Linked DNA regions of Hordeum vulgare: regions 2 and 3 are each linked to region 1. A link is a contact called in public Hi-C and HiChIP or PLAC-seq data. All regions are on one chromosome and are shown on one strand. The core of a region is the stretch at or near the end of the contact, and the rest is flanking DNA. Distances in the headings are between cores, read along the strand shown.

What was found. A called contact is a pair of places that touch in the nucleus more often than the background predicts. HiChIP or PLAC-seq counts read pairs in DNA pulled down with a chosen protein or histone mark.
Region 2: an H3K4me3 HiChIP or PLAC-seq map of embryo shows a contact between it and region 1, with 4 times the contacts expected there. The contact joins the promoter of LOC123449881 here to the promoter of LOC123449883 in region 1. A contact is called at or near these places in 1 of 6 Hi-C or Micro-C datasets (seedling) and 1 of 1 datasets of contacts at active chromatin or transcription factors (embryo).
Region 3: a Hi-C map of leaf shows a contact between it and region 1, with 7 times the contacts expected there. The contact joins the promoter of LOC123449882 here to the promoter of LOC123449883 in region 1. A contact is called at or near these places in 5 of 6 Hi-C or Micro-C datasets (leaf, seedling and an unstated tissue) and 1 of 1 datasets of contacts at active chromatin or transcription factors (embryo).

What each region holds. Positions count from the first base shown.
Region 1 is chr4H:595,121,712-595,126,679 of MorexV3_pseudomolecules_assembly, reverse strand. LOC123449883 (endoribonuclease Dicer homolog 1) reads right to left here and starts at 2,693. Exons shown (of 20, transcript XM_045127243.1): 1 at 2,330-2,693; 2 at 1,054-2,205; 3 at 858-971. The coding sequence starts at 2,190.
Region 2 is chr4H:594,965,181-594,970,148 of MorexV3_pseudomolecules_assembly, reverse strand. LOC123449881 (transcription factor bHLH57-like) reads left to right here and starts at 2,216. Exons shown (of 4, transcript XM_045127240.1): 1 at 2,216-2,640; 2 at 3,062-3,463; 3 at 3,559-3,936; 4 at 4,688-4,968. The coding sequence starts at 2,599. The coding sequence ends at 4,777.
Region 3 is chr4H:594,983,095-594,988,062 of MorexV3_pseudomolecules_assembly, reverse strand. It overlaps LOC123449882 (serine/threonine-protein kinase ATG1a-like), which reads left to right and starts at 2,464. Exons shown (of 13, transcript XM_045127241.1): 1 at 2,464-2,865; 2 at 2,988-3,117; 3 at 3,232-3,290; 4 at 3,753-3,817; 5 at 4,077-4,170; 6 at 4,242-4,322; 7 at 4,413-4,524; 8 at 4,652-4,706. The coding sequence starts at 2,611.

The DNA of each region.
Region 1 (4,968 bases), core at 1,444-3,943:
TACATAATCAATGCAATTGCCGTAAATAAATAAATAAAAAGAGTACCTGACCAATTAACAGCATCGTTAACCATAATCTAAAAAGCACCAATACTTCAAAATCTGCTGTATCCGCATATAAACGTGTGATACGTGATACACAGGATATGTGTATCCCCATTTTCTGACTAAAAATAAATAAATAAAGGTACGCTGCTAGGACGCCGTTGATACGTCGGGGACATGGGAATGGTGTAGCCCGGTAAAGCCCAACTACTAACCCTAACAGACAGCTCTCATCCCGTGCTATTCAATGGAGGACTGGATCGAGCGCACGACCGCACCTGGACATCACTTCCAACGCCTCCATCGCCTGGAGTCAAGCAAAGCAAGGTAACTTCCCCTGTTCCCGAATCCCCTGCTCTCCTCTGGTATGGGGGTGCTTGCTTGTGTGTGTGCAGCATGCTTGCTGGCTGGCTGCTGCTGCTTAAGTATTGATTGCTGCTGGCTAGCTACTGCTGGTGCTGGCTGTGGCTGCTATAGTTGAAGTGTTGATTCCAAATACACAGGGATTGAGGCAATTGAGGGCATGAAAAGAGGCACAGAGACAACAAATGGGGCAGTATTTTGATCTCATGTGATATCTCAAAATCATTCTGTCTTTATTACATGGATTTTATTAATTATTCCGTATCACCTATGACTGTTTCTAGAAATTGCAGTATCCCTTGTCAATGCTTCCTAGAGGATAACCAGCCTAACGTCGTTCCAAAATGATATGAAGATTTAAGCAAATGTTTAGCATAGAGCTAGGTCGCAGGCACATTATACACAGCAATAAGAACGGTATGGAAGGGGGTGGAAGTGAGAAGAATGACCTGTTTGGAATCAAACTCTCGCTGCCACTTCCTAGCATCCCAGAAATCCTGACCCATCTCTCCGCAGTAGTGCCCAACCCGATAGCCAGTCCTCTCGCGTATCACCTCAGCTTGCTGCAATTTCAGCAACACGGTTACACCCACAAGATATGAAACCTTAATCACTGGAAGCTCGGTCGTATATGTATGTATGTACCTGATACACAAGAGGCACCTTGGGAACCAAGAACACGGCAAGTATTTTCCTGTTCTCCTTCATCATTTTGTCACATATGCTTTTGATGAGCAGCACAGCAATGAGGGTCTTCCCTGCGCCGGTCTCGAGGAAGGCTATTGTGTTCCTGCTCTTTGCTTGCTCGAGCACCTCCAACTGGTAATGTCTGGCCTGCTCCTCGGCGAGAGGCTTCTCCTTGTGGGCGGAAGCCGCCTTATCTGCGTCTGCATTCTTCTCCATGGAGCCTCCGTTCTGTGTCCTGGCACGCTTTCCCTCGCGCTCAGACTCCTGCTCCCAGGTGCCAGGGCGGAACACCATCTTGCCGCCGCGGTCCCGCTCCCAGAATCCTCGAGCCTCGCGCCGGTGGGCAGGGTTACTGTCGCGGTCGCGGTCGCGCTTGCGAGGCCTGTCGACGAAGTCGCGCCTCCCGCGCCGTTCATCCCAGCCACGCGAGGGCGGCGGCAGCATCGGGCGCCGCCGGGAATCAGGGCGTGGGCCCCCGTCAGCCCCAGGGGCGAGCCGAGGACGCTTCCCGTCTCTCCACTCCCCGCCGCGACCGCCGTTCGCCGAACCGCCTTGCGTCTCCCTTCTCGTCTCCTTCCTCGGCTCGGCGCTTGTCGTCTCCTTCCTCGGCCCGACGCTTCTCGTCTCCTTCCTCGCCTCGACGCTTCTCGCCTCGTTCCTGGGCCCGCCGGCCTGGCTCCTCTGCTCCGAGCACACCACCGCCACGGCATTGTTGGCCACAGCCGCAATAGCAGCAGCCTCCTGCACCCGCTCCGCCGGCGGTTGCGGGGGAGCCACAGGCGGGGGCTGTGGCGCGGGGGCTGTCTCGGCGTCGATGCTCTCGAGAATCCGGTCGATCTCGGCGACGAATCCGTCGTCTACGCCGCCGCAGTCCATGGCGGGCATGAAGCCGGGGTTGAAATCCGCGGAGGCGGCGAAGTCGATGCCGCAGTCCATGGCGGGCAAGGGCATGAGCCCCGGGTCGAAGTCGGCGGACGAGGCGAAGTCGATGCCGCACAGCAGCGACGCGTCCTCGTCGTCCTCGCAGGCGTCGTACCAGTAGGACACCGCCCCCGGGTGCTCGCCCGCGCCACCTCCTCCTCCTCCTCCCGCCATCTCCACCGCCCGCAGCTGCAAGCACAGCAAACAAATCGTCACGCACAACCAGCACACCAAACAACCAGCAGCAGAATCAGAAGAAGGAGCGGGGAGAGGAGAGGGGAGGGGAAGGGGGGGAAACGAATGTTGGCACTACTGCTGCTGCTGCTGCTCTGCCGGTGGCGGCGCCGCGGGAGGGAGCAGCTCCTGGCGATGGCGGTGGCGTGCGAGAGAGCGGAAGAGAAAGAGGCGGTGATAAACCGTACGAATCACGCAATCGAAGCGACCGGCGAGTGGGGGGGGAGGAGTGAGATGCGAATGCGATTCCGATATGGGGGTGATAGGACGGCGGCGGTCTCCTTCCCGCTCCCGGCCCCTGTCCCCGGTCCGATCCGATCCGATTCGATTCGACGGTGTATCAACGCTACTCTTTCTCTTCTCCCTCTCTGCTGCTGGTCTCCACTCCTCTTCCCCTCTCTCTCTCTCTCTCCGATATGGCGAGGGGAGGAGGACGGAGGTCGGAGGAGGATCCCGAATTAATGGACGCGTCGCCGCGAGCCCTCGCGACCACGAGGCCCGGCCCGGCCCGGCCCGACCCACCTCGCGTGGGGCCCGCCCGTCAGGGGTTGTTGTTGTTGTTTGCCCTGGCCCTGAGCGGTCGTGCGCCGCGAGGACCGAGTCGTACTGCTACTCAGCTACTGTGGTGTGGGGCCCCGGGCCAGAGGTGAATCTTTTTTTTTTTTGAGGGTGCCAGAGGTGACTCCAGGGACGACCGTGTCGGTCTCATTGCGTGCCACGTGTCCCGGCCACGACCACGGTAATTAGTTTCAGTGTGTATACTGCTTGCTTCCCATCCACCATTGTAGGTGAGATGCAGTACTTCGGAGTTCAGAGTTAATTCAGTTTTTGTCCAGGCAATAAAAAGAAAGTTACGCCTAATAATAATAAAGTTGGCGAAAAATGACTGCTCTCCGTGGACAGGACAAGGAGCGAGTGAGTCCCGATGCATGGAGCATCAAGTTCCAAAGGTGGTTATATAGGTACACTACACGTGCTCAACGGTCTCCACGACACGACGCGGGCGAAGATGAGCAGATGCTTTGCCACCTTGCCGGCACAGGCGCTCCGCCGGTCCGTCCGTGGAATGGAACCGAACCTGGCCGCTTCCCATCCAGAAGAGAAAATCGAAATTAAAACACGTCCAGGTTCGTGCTCCTTTTTTAACTTTCGATCGAAGCAGGGCAAGTTACATTACGGTACGCACAGTGACAGGACACGGGACAGGGATGGAAGGTGAGTGTGAAAGACAGTGAGGAAAGGCTGCCACTACTGTGTCCTGTGTGGGCGGAGCCCAATAGGCCCACCCTGTGGCACATGCTACACGGTCAAGGCATCAGGGTAGGCAAGCAGAAGTGCTACACGGCCATGAAATCTGTCTTTAGAAGGCTCTCGTGCTCAACGCTGATCCATTCGATCCGTGTACTGCCGCTTATGTACGTTGCAGCCCACATCAAGAACGTTTGCTGCACACGGTAGGCACTTACGCACGCACGCACGCACGATCAATCGATCCGGCTATATGATGAACATAGCAATTCCATCCCCTGATTAGGGTTTGCTCAAAGAACAATTGATTAGGAAACCGTCTCCTCTCGTCGGCTGGTTTTGTTGTCCCGACTTTCGAACAGCCAAGAAAAGCCAACGATCGCAGCGGTGGCCGCCGGCAAGCGATCCACATATATCCCATGTCTATATCGATATGATTGACATTTGATTTGATCTGTTCCTATGCCGAACGGCCAGGCGCCCGACACATGGCCACGCGGCTACCCGCAGTTATGACATCCTGCGAGGAAGTAAGGCAAGCTGGCTCCTGTTACTTGTCTTCCCTCTTTTCTAGATGTTTTTCTTCTACAGATTATAATCATGACTCCCTCGATTCTAATTGTGCTTCGTATATAATTTTATATGTTATTTCCTTTAAAAAATTACAAGTTGTAAAGATTCTACTGAATTAAACCCTATTTAAATATATTTACATGAATGTGTTTTTGCTAAACGTGGGGCATCGGACAGTGTTTTAACACTAATAACTATATATATAGTTCATGTCATGCAAGTTTTTCATTTTATCATTATATTAAAAAAATGCATTTTGTTTTTATACATCAACGTAGTTTATGTCTGAAATACATCCTTATCCGGTGCATCGGTCCTTGAAAAAAATTTAGTACATCGGTGCTTGAAAAATTTATACTATGGTTAAATGGTGTATGAGGGTTACATTAACTCCAGCTCTGCCCCTGCTGTGTGTCGCCTCCCCACTGGGGACGAAGCCTACCCCTGATTGATGCCGCTCGCCTGCGCGCGGTACAGCGGAGTGAATGCTCGCCCTTCTCTCTCTCTCTCTCTGACAGCAGTGGCTCGAGTGAGTGACTGACTGACTGACAGGGCAGTATTAGGATCTTATGTTACCCAGAAAAAACGTGGTGACCCCTGTAAATACGTCAATGCATAAGGCCCCGCTTGGAATGCAATATACTACTCCCTTCCTCCGTTTTCAAAATAAATGTTTTAAGTTCAGTATACAACTTTATACAAAAGCTACAACAAAATTGAAACAGTTATTTTTACACGGAAGAAGTAGTTTTTATGCTGTCCTTATAATGTTTTACACTTTTATTATACCGTGTCTCCAGACAAATACATTATGTACGATTATTTTTCAATCTGGTTGTGAAATGACCGCAAGCACGACCACGATTCGAATCCCCTCATCGACGAAAGGAGTCAAGC
Region 2 (4,968 bases), core at 967-3,466, 160 kb after region 1:
CTTTATACAAACCCCTGGATCGAATCGTCGGCATACACGATAAGAGTGTTGTGTCATGAATCTCTGTAAAGTTTCAGGTCATTTGAAGCAAGTTAATTTTTCTGCCTTTTTATCGGTTTTCCGGTCAAGAATTCCAGTTTCCACATATTTCCCTCTCAGTGATGTACCTTGCATATTCCGAGAGAAAAGACATAAGAGTTGTACGATAATACTAGATAATGAACTTGATCAACAAAAATATCAATAGTAATTCATGATGCAAAATGAGCGTATCAGTCCCCAACTTGGAGATCGGTTCAGGGGGGCTACTTATGGTGTGCGCGACTAGGGGGTGCTCACCACATCGTCTCTAGACTATGAGGGCCAGGTCGAGGACCCCCATGACGGTTCACTAATGGGCCATTTCGGGTAGCGCATGATGTATACGAGGAAGATTCTACAACACTTGGTGATCAAGACAATGACTCTCCCCACTGACGTAGTCGACTATGACTCTTATTATCCTAGGCCTCTCGTGCATCATATAAGTTAAGGTCAGTCGATAGATCATGATGATACATATACATGCATCATAACCCCTAGGTTTTAGCCCACAATCTCTCGATCTCGAGGTAGATAAACTTCGTAATTGATACAACATCAATACAACAAGAGCAAGACGAAGGTTTTACCTCCATCAAGAGGGCCCTCGGTAAAAAGCCGTGCATTCTTTGTCTCATGTTACCTTTGATCCGATCTCACAGCTCAGACCCCCCTACCCGAGATATGTCGGTTTTGATGCCTACAACCACTTCATATGGGGATGAGAACATGTGATCTAGCCTTCAAACATAAAGATAAGTCGTGTTACACCTTACCCTAACCCTAAACCCGAGTATCTGCAGCCCCCACACCACCCCTTCACTCGCCCTGGATAGCCTGGACAAAAAACACCACTCAACCGTACCCCTCAAATCCAACCTAAATGTTCGGGCTGTTAGGCACCGTCATATCTAGTCCTTGTTTGGGGTGTATATGGGTATGTGTGAACACGCGTCCGCCAGGAACGATCCACCAGGTCGGTTCGACTCCAAATTCCTTCAAACTGACCAAGTCAACCGAATCGATCACAACTTCCTCGTTTGCCTCACATTCCCGCCTCCGAGCATCGCCATCCTCCACCATTGCTTTGCGTCTGTGTTGCCATATTTGTGTGTCATCCAAGATGTCGAAGCCCACTATCCCGTCCCCCACCACCATGGACTATGGCTCGACGAATTCCCTGAGGGCCCCAACCGTCGCAAGCAATCTGGGCACGATACCAGGCAACGCGCCCATGAAGGTGCCAAGAAGGAAGCTCCGGAGAAGGGAGGCCGCCAACATGGACTTTGCGGCTACGGTGTCCGCCCTCGCCACAAGAAGGTACCCACCCTCAGCCATACCCTACGTCGTTTCAAACTTGCAATGGTCGGGCATTAGAGGTGCGTGGATGTAGGAGGAAGCGGCCACCATCGAGGACATGGCGTACGACTCACCATAAGGGCATCTTCAATGGTTGTATGATCATCGTTGGTAAAATTGACACATAGATGATTTTGATGACATGACGCATAATAAAAGAAGAGAGAGAATGGAATGGTATGAACTTAAAACAACGGTTCACGCACAAGCTCCGAGGCAAGCATGGTTATTTCTTCCATGTTTAATGAACCCGCTTAGTTATTTTACATGCGATTAACATACACTCCATTGAAGAGCCTGTATGATGTGATGTTGGTTGTTGATGTGAATACTTATATCAACGATTGAACATACAGACTGTTGAAGATGCTCTAACTCCAACAATCGCGGACAACGTTGGAAAACACATGCCCACGTGTGTCATGTGTCTATGTATGAATTGTATAACTTTATTTTGGCATGTGTTGATTGTTGAATCGTGATTTATTTTGGTTTGTTGAATTGCTGATGAATTGGTGTTACATGATCTATGTGCATGTCTTTACATAAAAATAGGGTAAGGGTTTGAATGTGAAAGGCACGGCTGCAAAGAGAGAGCTGGAGGGCGGCCAAGCCAAGGCAGGGGCGCAAAGCGGGCGGACCTGCCGGCGCCCACGGCCCACCCATGGCCTGCCGCTGTCCTCGTGCCGGACAAATCCCCCGCGCCAATCCACGCTCCCTACCTTCTTCCTCCTCAGCCCCCTGCCGCCGCCTGCACCGTCAATAACTCATTCACTTGTTACACTGATCAATCGCTTCAAATTAATCCCTGCCTACTGCCATGGCCTACCAGCTCCATCCATCTCTCTCTCTCACCCCACACATGCAACAAGAGACAACTCCTCCGTCCCCTATCTTAGGTTGTTGGCCTCCCTTGCCATTGCCTTGCCACTGCTGCTGCTACAAGTAGAGTGGGAGGGAGGGGAGACCATATTTATTGCAACAGTAGAGCTGCTCCACTTACACTGGTGAAGAAGGAGGAGGAGCAGCAGCAGCAAGAGAGGAGGAGGAGGAGCCGCTGTTGCTCGGTCGCTCGCTCGCTGCCCCAGGGGCTCATTACTCATTAGCGCAGTTATTGCTAACCCTGTTTGCTGCCTAGACACGCTCCATCTAGCAGTAATGGAGAGGATGCAGCTGCAAGGCCCCATCCTCACTTCCCTGGTAAGCCCCGCACTACTCCTCTTCCCCTTCAATTCGCCCTAGTAATTGAGCGTGCGTGCGCGCGCGCAGCTTCCATTCGAGGTCTCTGCGGCATGGAGAGACCGTCGTATTAAGTGCCACCGCCCGCTTGCTGCGGCATGGCAGCTTCCCTTCCCTTCTCCTGCGTGCGTCTAGTCTAGTTTAGTGCCTCATCTGCTCCTTCCCCAGTGCTGCTCCAATGGCCCTGACCGTTGATGGCTAGCCTAGCCTAGCCTAGCTAGCCCTGCGCGCGCACGCTCGCGCCATTCAATGCCTCCTCGTCGTAGCGTCTCTTTTATGGCGTTGCCGCGGTTGCCTTTTCTTGCTAACGTGTTGCTTTCTTCCCTGTGCTGTTGCCGGTCCTTCTTCTTGGCTCATGGTGGTGGTGGCGGTGATGGATCAGTGCTGGGCGGACCAGGCGGCGGCGAGCGCGAGCGCCGCGCAGGTGCCTTTCCTGGCGCTGCTCCAGGGCGCCATGGGCGACGGTGGACCAGGTGCGAAGCGGGAGTCTTACAGCGGCGGCGCTGGCTTCGCGTGCCGGCCGGCTGCGTCCGACGTCGACCTGCTCGAGAGCTGCGTCACGCAGCTGCCGGCGCCCCCTGCGATCGAGGCGCCCGCGGCGAAGCGGAGGAAGCGGCCGAGGACGCGCCCGCGCGCCGCGCCTCCGCCGGAGAAGCGCAAGAAGCCGGAGGAGGCCGAGTGCCAGCGGATGACCCACATCGCCGTCGAGCGCAACCGCCGCCGCCTCATGAACGACCACCTCGCCTCCCTCCGCTCCCTCATCCCCTCCGACTACATCCCACGAGTAAGCCAAGCATGCGCACTCAGCAAATGAGATTAATTTGTCACCTCCCCGATCCTTTTCCTTTCTTGCTAACGTTTGCAATGCACCCTACCTAGGGTGACCAAGCGACGGTGGTGGGGGGAGCCATCGACTACGTGAAGCAGCTGGAGCAGCAGCTGGTGGCGCTGCAGGCGTTAGCGGCAGCTCAGCGCGGCGAGGGCCCCGTGGGCACGGCGGCCACGGCGGCATCGGACGGCGTGTTCGTGTCGCCGCAGTACACGAGCTTCTCGGAGGCCCGCGGCATCGGCGGCGGCGTGGACGTGGAGGCGATGTCCGCGGTGGGGGGCCACGTGAGGGTGCGCGTCGCGGGGAGGCGGTGGCCAGGGCGGCTCGTGCGGGCCGTGGCCGCCATGGAGAACCTCCGCATGGCCGTCCTGCACCTCGCCGTCACCTCCGTGGGCCACGACGCCGTCGTCTACTGCTTCAACCTTAAGGTAGCGAGCCAATCATCTCAAAGCTACACCAGTTTTACGTCTCGTCTTGACTTTGCTCAACTTTAACCGCCGGCCCGCCCCCCATTGCTTTCCTGCTCCACCGTTTTCGTTCTTCATTCATTGCATTCCACTGTCGCAAATAGTCGCCATTTTGTTCTCATTACAGGCTATACTTGCCGTTAACCATTTAGAGCGAGAATCAAAACTGATTACACGAGATATGTCATCGTCACTGAAAACTTGGAATCTAACATGCAGATGACCAGTGTTTGTGTGTTCCATGATGCATGATGTGTCATGCGTATGTGTGTGGTACCTGCATGCGGAAAGCGAACTCGCCGTTTTTGCTCCTGGACTGGAGCGTGGCCTGGGGTTTCGAGCGAGATCGGCAGCGGCCCTCTCGTACGAACGTACACTTTCCGTTAGAGATAGGATTAGTAGTGAGTGTGTATTGAAGGTCTGTATGTAGCTGGAGCGTTCGAATACGATGGACGCCGGGTACAGCGTAGTACAGACAGCCCGGCTTAATGGACAAGTAGGTGATTACAAGCCCCAGCTTTCGTCCCGTGTCTTGTTCTTCTTGTCATGGATCAAACAAACATCCAAATACACTGACTACATCTACATGCATGCATGTCCAACCTAACGATCTTGTACATATCCCATTGCCATGCATTTCCCTCATGGGAGAAGATAACGGTCGTTTCTACGGTGAATTTGTGACTGATTCTGGTTGATGCTCCGTGTGCAGATGGAGGACGGGTGCGAGGTGTCGACGGCCGACGAGGTGGCGACGGTGGTGCACCAGATCTTCGCCTACGCCGCCGGCTCATGCTGCTAGCTGAGGCGCCCGACGGCGAATGGGCGGCGGCGACGACGACGCCGAGCTAACATGTACTATCCCGTAGTTCAAGGAGTTTGGTAGCGAGCAGATTGGCATGCATGCAGCACGTAGGCGACGATAAGTCAAAGTGGCAGAGCAGATGAGCATGGAGACGGATGCCGATGTTTGTCAGAGCGCGGCGGGCCGGC
Region 3 (4,968 bases), core at 1,215-3,714, 140 kb after region 1:
TTCTCCTCTTATCAGAAATGCATTGCCGCTATTTGGATGCTTGCACACGAAGTTCCCGGTGATCTCATTGATGAGTATATCCGTATGAGCGAGTCCACGTGCCTAGAGTTTATGTATAGGTTTTGCAAGGTTGTGATTATAGTATTTGACCCTAAGTACTAGAGAGAGCCAAATGTTGTAAATACAACCCGTTTGTTGGCGGTGAATGCAAGCAGGGTCTTCCCGGGGATGTTTGGTAGCATACACTATATGCACCGAGAGTGGAAGAACCGCTCTTCTGCTTGGCAAGGGTAGTATAGGAGCCATGTCAAAGCTTGCACCGTCATACTCGAGGTCGTGGCTTCACAAGATCTCTTGACCTATCACTCTTTCTTCGGCTTGGCCGGGTCTCACGACGATATCAACATGCTTTAGCGCTCTCTGGTGTATGCAAGTCTTGCCAAATACAAATGTTCGTAGGTGAATGTTAACATCAATGGCCACAACTATAACAAATGATACTACATAGCTCACGATATCTATTCTCATTGGACTGCTCTTGTGAAGACAATCTCCAACCATGTAGGAGAGAAGATGAAGAGATCTTCTCAAGAGCAAGAAAATACTAGGAAAGATGTGGAGCGTGTCTTTGATGCTCTGCAATCTCGATGGGCCATCGTTCGGTATCCTGCTAGAACTTGGAGCACCAAGAAGTCGTGAGAGGTGATGGGTGCTTGTGTGATCACGCAAAATGATAGTAGAAAAGGAGCGCGTGGAACGTATGCATGAGAAAGGGTTTGAATTTTAGGTTGACATTGTTATGATTGAGCATGGAGGAACGACAACGTTTGCATAGTTCATTCAGTTTCATCATCAAATCCATGATTGAAAAAACCCATATTCAACCGCAAGATGATTTGATTGAGCATATGTGGGTCATGTTGACAACCAAGAGATGTATCTTTTAATATATGTACTAGCAAAAGAGCACGTGCGTTGCAACGGAAGAGAAAATAACACATGCTGTGAACGCAATATATTTTCACATGATATCACATTTGTGTTGCCGACGATGACTTTAGTGCTCACACAATGAAAACACGTTTGAATATACAGTCACTCGGAATAAGATGAGAAATATGTTGTTTCTCCCCACGAGGTTTTCCAAAGGTGTGCATGTGTTGTTAACGATGTTTTCTTTCCTCTCAATTTGGTTTTAATTTAATGGATGTTTATTGCAATTCATATCGTCGCCGGAAAGAGAGAAAAAAAAGGATCGTGCACTACATATTAAGTTTGCCCCAGAAATAATATTTAAGAAGTATTCAACAGCTAAAAATAACATCCTATTTAGATTCTACGCATTTTTTTAATCAAATTTCATATATAACATGTTAAAATCGGAGTTACGGTTTGAAAGATATGGATAATTTTGTTTTAGATAAAATGTGGATTGATTAACTGAAAAGTTAGGGTTTTGTTTGTTAAAATACAAAGGGCGGGTTGATTACGTGAAACATCAGTTTTTTATAGAAAATTGCAAAAAAAACGATTCGTTTTCTGACTTAAATCCGGACCGCGGGTTGATTACGTGAAACATCAGGGGGTTTGCAAAAAAGATTCGTTTTTTTGACTTAAAAACGAACTGCGGGTTGAATACCGAAAAAGCGAGGGGTGTTTTTGTAAAAAAATCGACGACGTGCGGCAGAAGCGCTACGCGCTTTATTATTATTAGGGGAGATTTGAGACAATTTTATTCTTATTTGGCTTGTAAAACTATAAGATATTTGTTTGGTTGTAAAACTTTATAAAATGTTTGTATTTTGTTTCAATTATGTAAAGTAGTACAGTATTAATCAAATTTACATATGTTTGTAGAAACAAGGCAAGCGGGCCTCAAAATACATTCGCGTATTGGATGTCCGGTCGACTCAAACGCAAAAGAAGATAAGCGACGATCAAAACACGTGTTAATTTAGATCGATGCGTTGAAGTTGCTCCTATTAACTTTGGCGTTCGTTTTCTTTTGGCAAACCGCTTGTGCGCGCAATGCAAAAGGTAGCGCGAGGCAGCGGCAGGCACGCCGCATCCCACACGACACCTGTCACGTCACCGCACTACTAGCCTCTGCTACGAAGCAACAGCTTGTGCCACACGACACCGATGGGCAGAGAAAGCCGTTTAAAAAGAGCTCCGAAAGGCCCACACGGTCCCCGCTTCCCCACCGGTAGGCCCCCCACCCGAGCATACATACATACATACAGTACAATAAAGAAAAAGTAAGCCGTCCGCACCCACTGACAGCATGGCCCGCCGTATCCGCGCCCGGGCCGTCAGTGAGAGCCCAAGTGGCTTCGAGCGAGGTATGCTGCACCAAAACCGTATCCCATCGCAGGTTTCTGACATGCGGGGCCCCACTGGCTAGATTGACCGCCACGGCCCGCAAATATCCTTTCCCCCGTCTGGCGAGGCCACCACCAGCACGCGGGCCCCGTTCCGTAATCCAAACCACCACCGGCACGGCAGCAGTACACGCTCTCGCCTCCCTCGCTCGCCCGCCCGCCCGCCCCCAACACGAACGAACTCGCCGTGCCCGACCAGGCCCCGGCTGCGCGCGGAGGCGGAGGCGCGATGGAGGAGGGCCCGGCGTCGCCGCGGCCGCCGCGGGTGGTGGTGGGGGAGTACGAGCTCGGGGAGATGGTGGGGAAGGGGACGTTCGCGGAGGTGTTCCGCGCGGTGCACGCCACCACCGGGGCGCGGGTCGCCGTCAAGGAGATCGACCGCCGCCGGGTCGACGACCACGTCCGCCGCGGCATCCTCCAGGAGATGAGCATCCTCGGCAGCCTCTCCCACCCCAACATCCTCCGCCTCATCGACACCATCGAGGTAGGCAGCACTAACCCCCCCTCCCTCCCAAATCTCCAGCCCCGGCAGTCCGCACCACTGGTGTCTGGTGGTTGCGGTCGAACTCGGTGTGGTAAAAAAATGCCCCGCGATTTTCACCGCAGACGGGGGAGAAGCTGTTCCTGGTGCTGGAGTACTGCGACGGGGGTGACCTCGAGGCCTACAGGCTAACGCACGGCGGGCCGCGCAACCGGCTGCCGGAGGCCACCGCCAGGGACTTCGCCCGGCAGCTCGGTATGTTCCCAATCGACAGTCCCCTTTCCCCTTGTTATTACTGTATATACTGGGATGTGTATGTTTTGATGCGCCTATTTTGCTTCACTGCCGTGTGTTGTTTTGGATGATCAGCCGAGGGGCTCAAGGTGCTGAGGGGCAAGAGGATCGTGCACCGGGACCTCAAACCCCAGGTTAGATCTTACGGCCTTTTCTACTGGATTTCTTAGGGTTTACGGTTGGTCTGGGGGTCAACTTTTTAGGCATTTTTGGTTGGAATCTGTTGTTAATTGGGCCCGATTGGTGATTTGTGGTGTTTATTTTTGGGTAACAAGAGCCAAAACTAAAGTAATGATCCTATGTTAAAGGGTTTCCATAATTATCAACTGAACTTACATTATTGGTCAAAAGTTGAACTTACATTAATAGCTCCCAATCAATGTCAGTTTACCATCAAATGCCAAACTGCATTGAAAATCACGCTGTTCAGTGTTCACTCATACTACTTGACACTTGTATTTGAATTTCAGTCATTAATAACAAATTACACATGTAAAATTTGTATAGTGATTTATCTGGCCCAGTTATTTGTTCCATCCATTATCATTTACCGATGCATTATTTTCTCCATACTGATTAAGCTGTAAATTATGTAGAACCTTCTGCTATCAACCGACGGGGATGCAATTACATTGAAAATTGGTGATTTTGGGTTTGCCAGGTGAGAGCTTAATTCTCAGTGTCACAGTTATAGGACAATCTTCCTTCCTCTTCTGATTGGAATTATTGGGGAGATGCAGACCATAAGCAAAATATTTATAACTGTTACTTTCTGTCAAGTGTTCTTTTTCCACAATGGCATGACTTACTGGTCTTATCAATACTCAACTTTGCTCTGTACTCATTGTGAGCTTTCTTATTGGTTGAAGGAGCTTTTTATAAGTGCAAATGTACAACTGAAAATTACCTTCTGGCTACAGATCTCTGATGCATGAAAATTTGGCTGCCACATTTTGTGGGTCTCCATATTATATGGCCCCAGAAATCTGGCGAGGGGATAAATATGATGCAAAGGTATATTTAGTTAATCTGCCATGATCTTAACAATAAACAGGCAATAATCTCTATCAGGAAAAATCTTGCAGGCAGATTTATGGAGTGTTGGAGTCATTCTTTTCCAGCTAGTAACGGGGGAGCTGCCATTTCTTGGGGAGAATAGAGTGGAGGTTTGCTCGTATTATTGTACAATTAGATCTGTACAGTCACAGTACATGTATAGCCTAACACTGCTACATGTTTTTGTTGTCTGATTACAGCTGCGTGAAAAAGTCCTGACATCTAGTGGCCTCAGTTTCCCTCCAGACATAGAGGCTGATTTACATCCTGAGTTTATTGATCTGTGCAGAAGACTCATATGCCTTGATCCAGGTGAGTTTGCCATTTTCACTTCACTTTGTCTCTACGCAAATAAGGCATATCTCATTGCAGTAATCTTTGTTCTACTTCCATTTGGGCTATTTAATATAACTATCAAAATTTTCTTCCATTTTTTCAGCAATGAGAATGCCTTTTGAGGAATTCTTTAATCACAAGTTTTTGGCAACAGCAAGGTATTCCTGTTTCTCTGGCTGTAGTATATAAAAATCAGAAGTTCATCGGGTTGTTTTCAGTGATCTACCTTCTTTCAGAACTTTTTCCGTATCAAGCCTTGTAAGTTTTAACTCTAAAAACAGGCCCGCTGACCATATGAGAAGCTGTCCTCACATGTACCCCGAAAAGAAATATATAAACCACGGCGAATGGTCAAGTTCTGTACTACTGAACCTATATGCAAGCCACATATTTTCTTGGTCCTTGCACCTACATGTGGAT